Regions from separate parts of the Mus musculus genome. Here region 2 is linked to region 1. Evidence: chromatin contacts called from public Micro-C data. All regions are on one chromosome and are shown on one strand. Each heading gives the region's core, a stretch centred on a gene start, on an enhancer-like site or on the middle of the called end of the contact. The rest is flanking DNA. Distances are from core to core; before and after follow the strand shown. Region 1 has its middle 69 kb from the start of Lonrf2. Region 2 has its middle 66 kb from the start of Gm34596.

Region 1 (3,020 bases), core at 345-2,844:
TGCTAGTCTCAGGGTGTGATTGTCATGCACATGAAGATGAAAATCTGTGAGACAGCTCTCATGGACTATCCATACTCAACATCCAGACAGAAAGGTTTGAGGGAGCCGTGATGTGGGCAACACAGTTGGTTCACACTCAACACAATGCTGGTTTCACCGAGCAAAGACCAGGCTTCTGTGTCAGGTCCTGGCTTAGGAGTAAAGCCAGGAAGAACTCAGGGGGTTCACAGAGAGGCCCTAAACCTGTGGGCCTCAGCAGAGAACTGGGTAGTACTCAGATCACAATTTGCCACATGTGGACAGAACACCAGGAATACATTGTAACTTGCAACATTTTAGAACAGTTAGCAAACAGCTGGATGCCCTGTTCTCAGTGAGTTAGGCCAGAGCGTCAGCAAAGCAGGTTTTGTTATGGAGGTCAGCAGAAAAATAATCGGGTTGAGTACAGCAGTATATTCAAAAGTGCATCTCCATCCAATGCTGTGGGTTGGTTTCACTTCAGAAGCAGAATGAGGAGGAAAAAAAACCTTCTTTAGGAACTTTCCAGAGCTTCAGATATGGAGGGCACCGAAGCAATGCTGCTTTTCCCTCCGCGGCAAAAGACAGGCACATGCTCTGCGCACTCTCACATCACCAACACAAAATTTGCATTAAAAAAAAAATCCTGGGGTTTGTTGTTGGTATTTGGCTTCTAAATGGAAGGGAAAAGGCTGGAAAATGGGTAAGAGTTTTCCCAGAAAAACTCAAGCGAGTCACAAGAAAGCAAAAAGGGGGCATGTAGAGGGGATGCATACGGGCGTGTGTGAGGAGGAGGGTCCGTGACACCCTTAACTAGGTCTAAAGAACAAGTTCTTTCACTTGAAGACAAGGCGAGGTAAGGAGAGAGAAGATGCAGAGAAAGTGATCCTGACCCTTTTAAAAAAGAGGAGCCTCGCAGCGGAGGAAGCAAGTTCTTATTCCCCGCCAGTAGAGGGCACTGTCGAGCAGATTTTGGCTGCTGCTTGGCAAGGGGTCTTGCAGGGAGCGGGGCTGGGGCCAGGAGCGGTGATTGCTCAAGTGGATGGAAGGCGTGTTTCTTAGGGTGCCACTCAGAGTGTATGAATACCAGGGGCGGATTTGCATTTTTAAAAACGTTATGCTAATATATTAATATCTCATAGCAACAGAGAAAAGCTGTGGGCCTTCCATGGAGTCCCCGATTCTCTCCACAAACCCTTCTGACAGGTAGCGATTTATATAAAATGCTCGGAGGAGGCTGTAAGAGATTGTGATACATATTTCATAATATTTTCTAGCACAGCACTTGATCTCACGGGCAGATTCATGAAAATGCAGTATTTATTATACAATATCCATGTTTTATTAAACCTGGTTACATAGCAAGGGAGACATTTGTGGCAGAAGCCTCAAGGCTAAGCTGGGGCTTGGAGGGGGGGGGGCACAAACTCCCAAGAGCCCAAGAAAGAAGCCAGATGTTGAATGGTATCGTGGGCCCAGGGCTCTGTCTATAACCTCCCTCCCATAGCCCTGGGGAGGCCCTAGCTACCCTGATGAAAGGAACGGGCTCACCGCTCTCCCACTGGCCACAGAACTGAGCAGAGTATTAATAACACGTTCAAAGACAGAGGCCCTCTATCTTATCAGAAGTAGAAGGGAGTCTAGCTTGTTATCCAGTCTGCCGCCCCCAACTTATCTTTGGAGCCACATGGTAGAATGCATCCTTCAGTCTCCTCAGCACTGCAAGGCTCCCATCCAACCTGCCCTCCTGGAAACCTTAGAAATCTGAGGAGGGTTTGCTTCACACAGGGCGCTGTGGGCCAGGAATCAATCGGTCTGGCTCCCCTCTGATCTCCCAGGGCTGTGCGCATGCGCATGGGGCCCCAGCAGCTGGGGTAACTCTACTCCCACAACCGTTCCTTTCTTTTCCTGGACAAGATTTATACAGCACGGTTTAGTCTTACACAGACCGACATTCCCGAGGGGAGGGGGGCTGAACTCCCATGGACCACGGCCCTTCTGCTCCCTACAAGCCAGCTTGAAGATGGAGGTTTAGATAAAGCTGGGTTGATACTCAAGGAAATGGGATTTTGTATGAGACAAGGACTCACTTTAAATGACTTGATGGATTGTGTTGACCCTTGAGAGCCAGCGACCTTGCTGCCGCTGTCCATTCTTTCCTGATGAGTTGGGTGGACAGTGTCACAGTGTAAGAGGCCCTCTCCCAGAAGACAAGCGAAAGGTCTTGAAGACCTCTTGATAGAGGTGGGGTCATGAATGGTAGCTGTGGAAAGGATGCTGAGAGAGCAAAACAGCAAATATGCATCCTTCGGGGCTTTGTTTGTTTGTTTGTTTGTTGTTTTTATTTTGTTGGTGAGGGGATTGGCCAGAGGCGTTTCCCAGAAATCAGCCACACACACTGGAGAAGCAGCTGTGCCTTTTCAACTCCGGAGTGTGTGTGTGTGTGTGTGTGTGTGTGTGTGTGTGTGTGTGTGTATGTGTAGGGTGTGCTGAGCCCACAGTGTCTGCCTTTTACTTACCTGAGATGCCAGCTCCAGACAGTCTTGGCCTGGAGGCTGATCTGAATAGTAATCAGTCTCTCCTGTCTCCCTCGCTGTACAAGAACCCAGGACACTAATAGCATCCCCAGGGAGTGCTGCTACTGGGAAGTGTCTGCTGGGTCTGTGGTGTCTGCGGCTGGGGCTCTCAGCTCACCTCATTCATCCTCCTGTGCAGCAGCTAGGATGAAAAGGATTTTCAACTTAGTTGGCAGCTTCATTAAAAGAAAAAAGGAAAGGAAGGAAGGAAGAGAAAAAGGAAGGAAGGAAGGAAGGAAGGAAGGAAGGAAGGAAGGAAGGAAGAAAGAAAGAAAGAAAGAAAGAAAGAAAGAAAGAAAGAAAGAAAGAAAGGAAGAAAGAAAGGAAGGAAGGAAGAAAGAAAAAAGAAGCGCTTGATTCTGTTGGTGCTAGTGGTATAACATTTATGTCTTATACAATTACTCAAAATCACTTTTGATAGACTCT
Region 2 (3,020 bases), core at 205-2,704, 71 kb after region 1:
GAAGTACCATTTCTCCTGACTGCTTCATACTATGATAAAATGAAAACTCAAGAGGAGTGTCAATCATTAGAAGTTGGGGAGCTTCTGGTGCGTCATTAGGCAATATTCCTAAATATCCTTTACCTTTGAACGTGTGAAACAGTTTCTCTTGGTACATCAAGTAAACTTAGAAAAGGAAACCTCCCCCCCGCCCATCCTTCAGACTGGAGAGTGTGCCAGACCAGGTGATGCCAGCATTCCTTTTTCATAATACTCGTTAATTGTTCGTCAATGATGACCAAGTTCCCTGGTCGAGCCACACCCTGCCCCCTCTCATGAGCAAGCATCAGTAGGCATTTCAGATCTGTATCACTCAGTTTCTGGAATGGAACACAGAATCAAGAGGCACATATCTCCCTACAATATGTATTCTTGTATAATAATCTCCCTCCCATTTCTTGGAGTCTCTTCCAGCCAAATGATGACAACCAGAATCCAAACACCACTTGTGGGAGAGATGGTCTTTTATTAGTTCTCAGAAAGGACTCAATTTCCTTCCAGGCTCCTCTTTGTAAGGGGGGAGCCAGCTGATGGCTGAGGGAGAAACAAACAGATCCGAACAGTGAGAAAGTGCAATTGGACTTTGATGGTAAAATAATTACACGCTGGGACCTCCGAGCCGATTTTAGCTTACCCCCAGGAAGAATCGTACTCTTAGAGTTTTGTGATAGATCAGGATTGGGGTTTTAAGTGATGTTTTTATGTCTCTTTTGAAGGACTGGTGCTTCAGAGACAGGAGAAGAAAACAATACTTTGTTTCATATTTCTATCTTTTTTCCCTCTGAGGAATTGGTTTTCACCACTGATTTCTACCACAGAGGGGGTGTGGGGGTGTCAGGAGATGAGGCTGAGTTCTGTTTCATAGATGGAACTTGAGATGATTTAGTCTGTAATACCCCCTAGAGTGCGTCATTCTGGTACACGGCTTCTTTTCATGTAAATAGAATTTTACACAAATGATTCCAAATCCTGGCTCATTCCTTTCTCAATTATTTTTTTTTACTCACTTTTTAAACAAGAACTGAATTCAGAAGAAGGGTCTTTCTCACTGGCTGCTCACCTGCCTGCTCGCTTTGCTGATGTGGCTAGAATTAGCAGCCACTGCGCAAGGCCTTATTTCACAGGGCTTAGCTCAGATGTCGATGCAGATCATTAGCTGGTGCCAGCAGAGGCTGAGGAAATGAGTGGCCTCCAGCGCTTGTCAATTCACTTTGCTGCCCAGTCTGATGACACTCGATGCGCCTGCCATCGGGACCTGTCTGCTGCCCTGGATGATTGAGCTGTTACTGGAAATGAGATTGTGGATAGAGCTGAGGCAGGACCATCTCGCCGGAGACTGGCGTTGATGTGTATCTCCCAAGTCACTCACGTGAAGAAAAGATTACAGCAGCTGGCAGGAAGCCAAATGACAAAGACAGCCCAAGGCAAAGCTCTGATGCCACACGTTAGAGACTTGGACAGTGGCCCAATTACTATGCTGAAATCCAAGGCATGGGCTAGCTGGCATTGAATTTCAAGTTAGTTTAGGAATTGAAAGCTACTTTGTGCACACTGTGTGACAGATGTGAGGCAGCGCATGCAGCAGAGGAAGCCGTATGATCTCTCCCCAGCAGGAAGCTCTTCTTCCAGGCCTGAGCAGACAGACATCATAATGGAAGTGTGGAGGAGCTGGGCCTCCTAGAAGGAAGAGTCCAGGCACGCAGAGGAGTTCTTCCTTTCCCCTCTGGGAACACACTCTTCCTGAGTTGTGCCTGAGTCCCCCCACCTGCGGTGGTTAAAGAGCCTGCCCACATCCCCCCATTAAACAACAAAGCAAATTATCCCAGAATGCCTGGGAAGAAGGCCACCACTTAATGAGAAAGGAATGTGGGAATGTGGGCCCTGGTATGGCTTCACTGTGGCCTGAGTTGCTGCCAGGGACAAAATGTAGAAGACAGCCTGGTTGTTGGTTGCCAAAAGAACGTCAACCAGTAAGAATCCAAGGTAAATTATTATTATTATTATTATTATTATTATTATTATTATTATTATTATTATTATATTGAAATGGCATGAAGGTGACCATTCCCAGTATTTCTGTGAAAATCTCCAGTTCTCAGAAACCTTCAGCCCTAGGAAAATCAGGATAGTTGATCATGTGACTTTTAGCCATGAGTATGGACATTTGGGCTATCACAGTGCAAGACGAACAACTAAGTTTTTTAGACTTTTTTTTTTTTAATATATCAGATGACTCACTTCTTTAGCTCTAGCTACAGGAATTAAAGCAATAGTACACTGTTTCTCTGGGCATGGGTGGGGGCACCTGTAACCACAGTTCTGCAGGTTGGGACAGGAAGGTGGCAATAATAGTACAGTGTGAGCTATATAGCAAGTTATAGGCCAGCCTGGGTTACATAGTGAGATCCAGTCTTTTGTTTGCTTATTTGTTTGTTTTTGTTGCTGTTTAAATTTTATACATCTGGACGTTTTACTTGCATGCCTGTGAACCATATTCATGCAGTGCACACACAAAGGCCAGAAGAGGGTATCAGAACCCCTGGAAGTGAAGTTGCAAACTGCCATGTGGGTCTGGAAACTGACAACAAGTCCTCTGCAAAGCTACAAGTGCTCTTATCCACTGAGCCTGCTCTGTGTCCTCTTTGTGAACCAGTGCAGAGAGAATCCCAAAGTCCCTGGAGCTGTTGACCACCAGGACTGAGGTTGCCCATTGACTGCCAGGACTTAGGTTGAATCCTGAGCTTGACCACTGATGTTGTGTCACATCCCTAATGAGCTGTGGACTCCAGCTTCCTCCCAAAGAGCCCAGCAGGATGTTTCTATCACTCTTGCACGGCTTCCTAAGTGAACATTTAGAAAAAGAAAGTGCTACTCACAAGAGATAAATATACCTGCTTTCCTTCGCTATCATATTACAAATACCAATTATGTAAAAGATTTTTCTAAATACCTAAACTTCTTGGTTACATGCTGGTCATTAG

Evidence for each region. Hi-C and Micro-C count contacts between places; a contact is called where the count stands out from the background.
Region 2: a Micro-C map of the G1E-ER4 cell line shows a contact between it and region 1, with 4 times the contacts expected there. The contact joins two enhancer-like sites. A contact is called at or near these places in 3 of 15 datasets of contacts at CTCF or cohesin (CD8 T cells, large pre-B cells and pro-B cells), 8 of 484 Hi-C or Micro-C datasets (the G1E-ER4 cell line, the HPC-7 cell line, bone marrow-derived DN2 thymocytes and 3 more) and 2 of 115 datasets of contacts at active chromatin or transcription factors (DN3 thymocytes and the HPC-7 cell line).

What each region holds. Positions count from the first base shown.
Region 1 is chr1:38,766,010-38,769,029 of GRCm38.p6, reverse strand. No RefSeq gene overlaps it. Among named protein-coding and RNA genes, the nearest start is that of Lonrf2, 69 kb to the left of the region's middle. Within about 2 kb of position 1,594, at least 71 of the 459 cell types and tissues checked have an H3K27ac peak or open chromatin away from gene starts, as enhancers often do. A contact at or near this core is called in the G1E-ER4 cell line, where this site is marked.
Region 2 is chr1:38,694,840-38,697,859 of GRCm38.p6, reverse strand. No RefSeq gene overlaps it. Among named protein-coding and RNA genes, the nearest start is that of Gm34596, 66 kb to the right of the region's middle. Within about 2 kb of position 1,454, at least 16 of the 459 cell types and tissues checked have an H3K27ac peak or open chromatin away from gene starts, as enhancers often do. A contact at or near this core is called in the G1E-ER4 cell line, where this site is marked.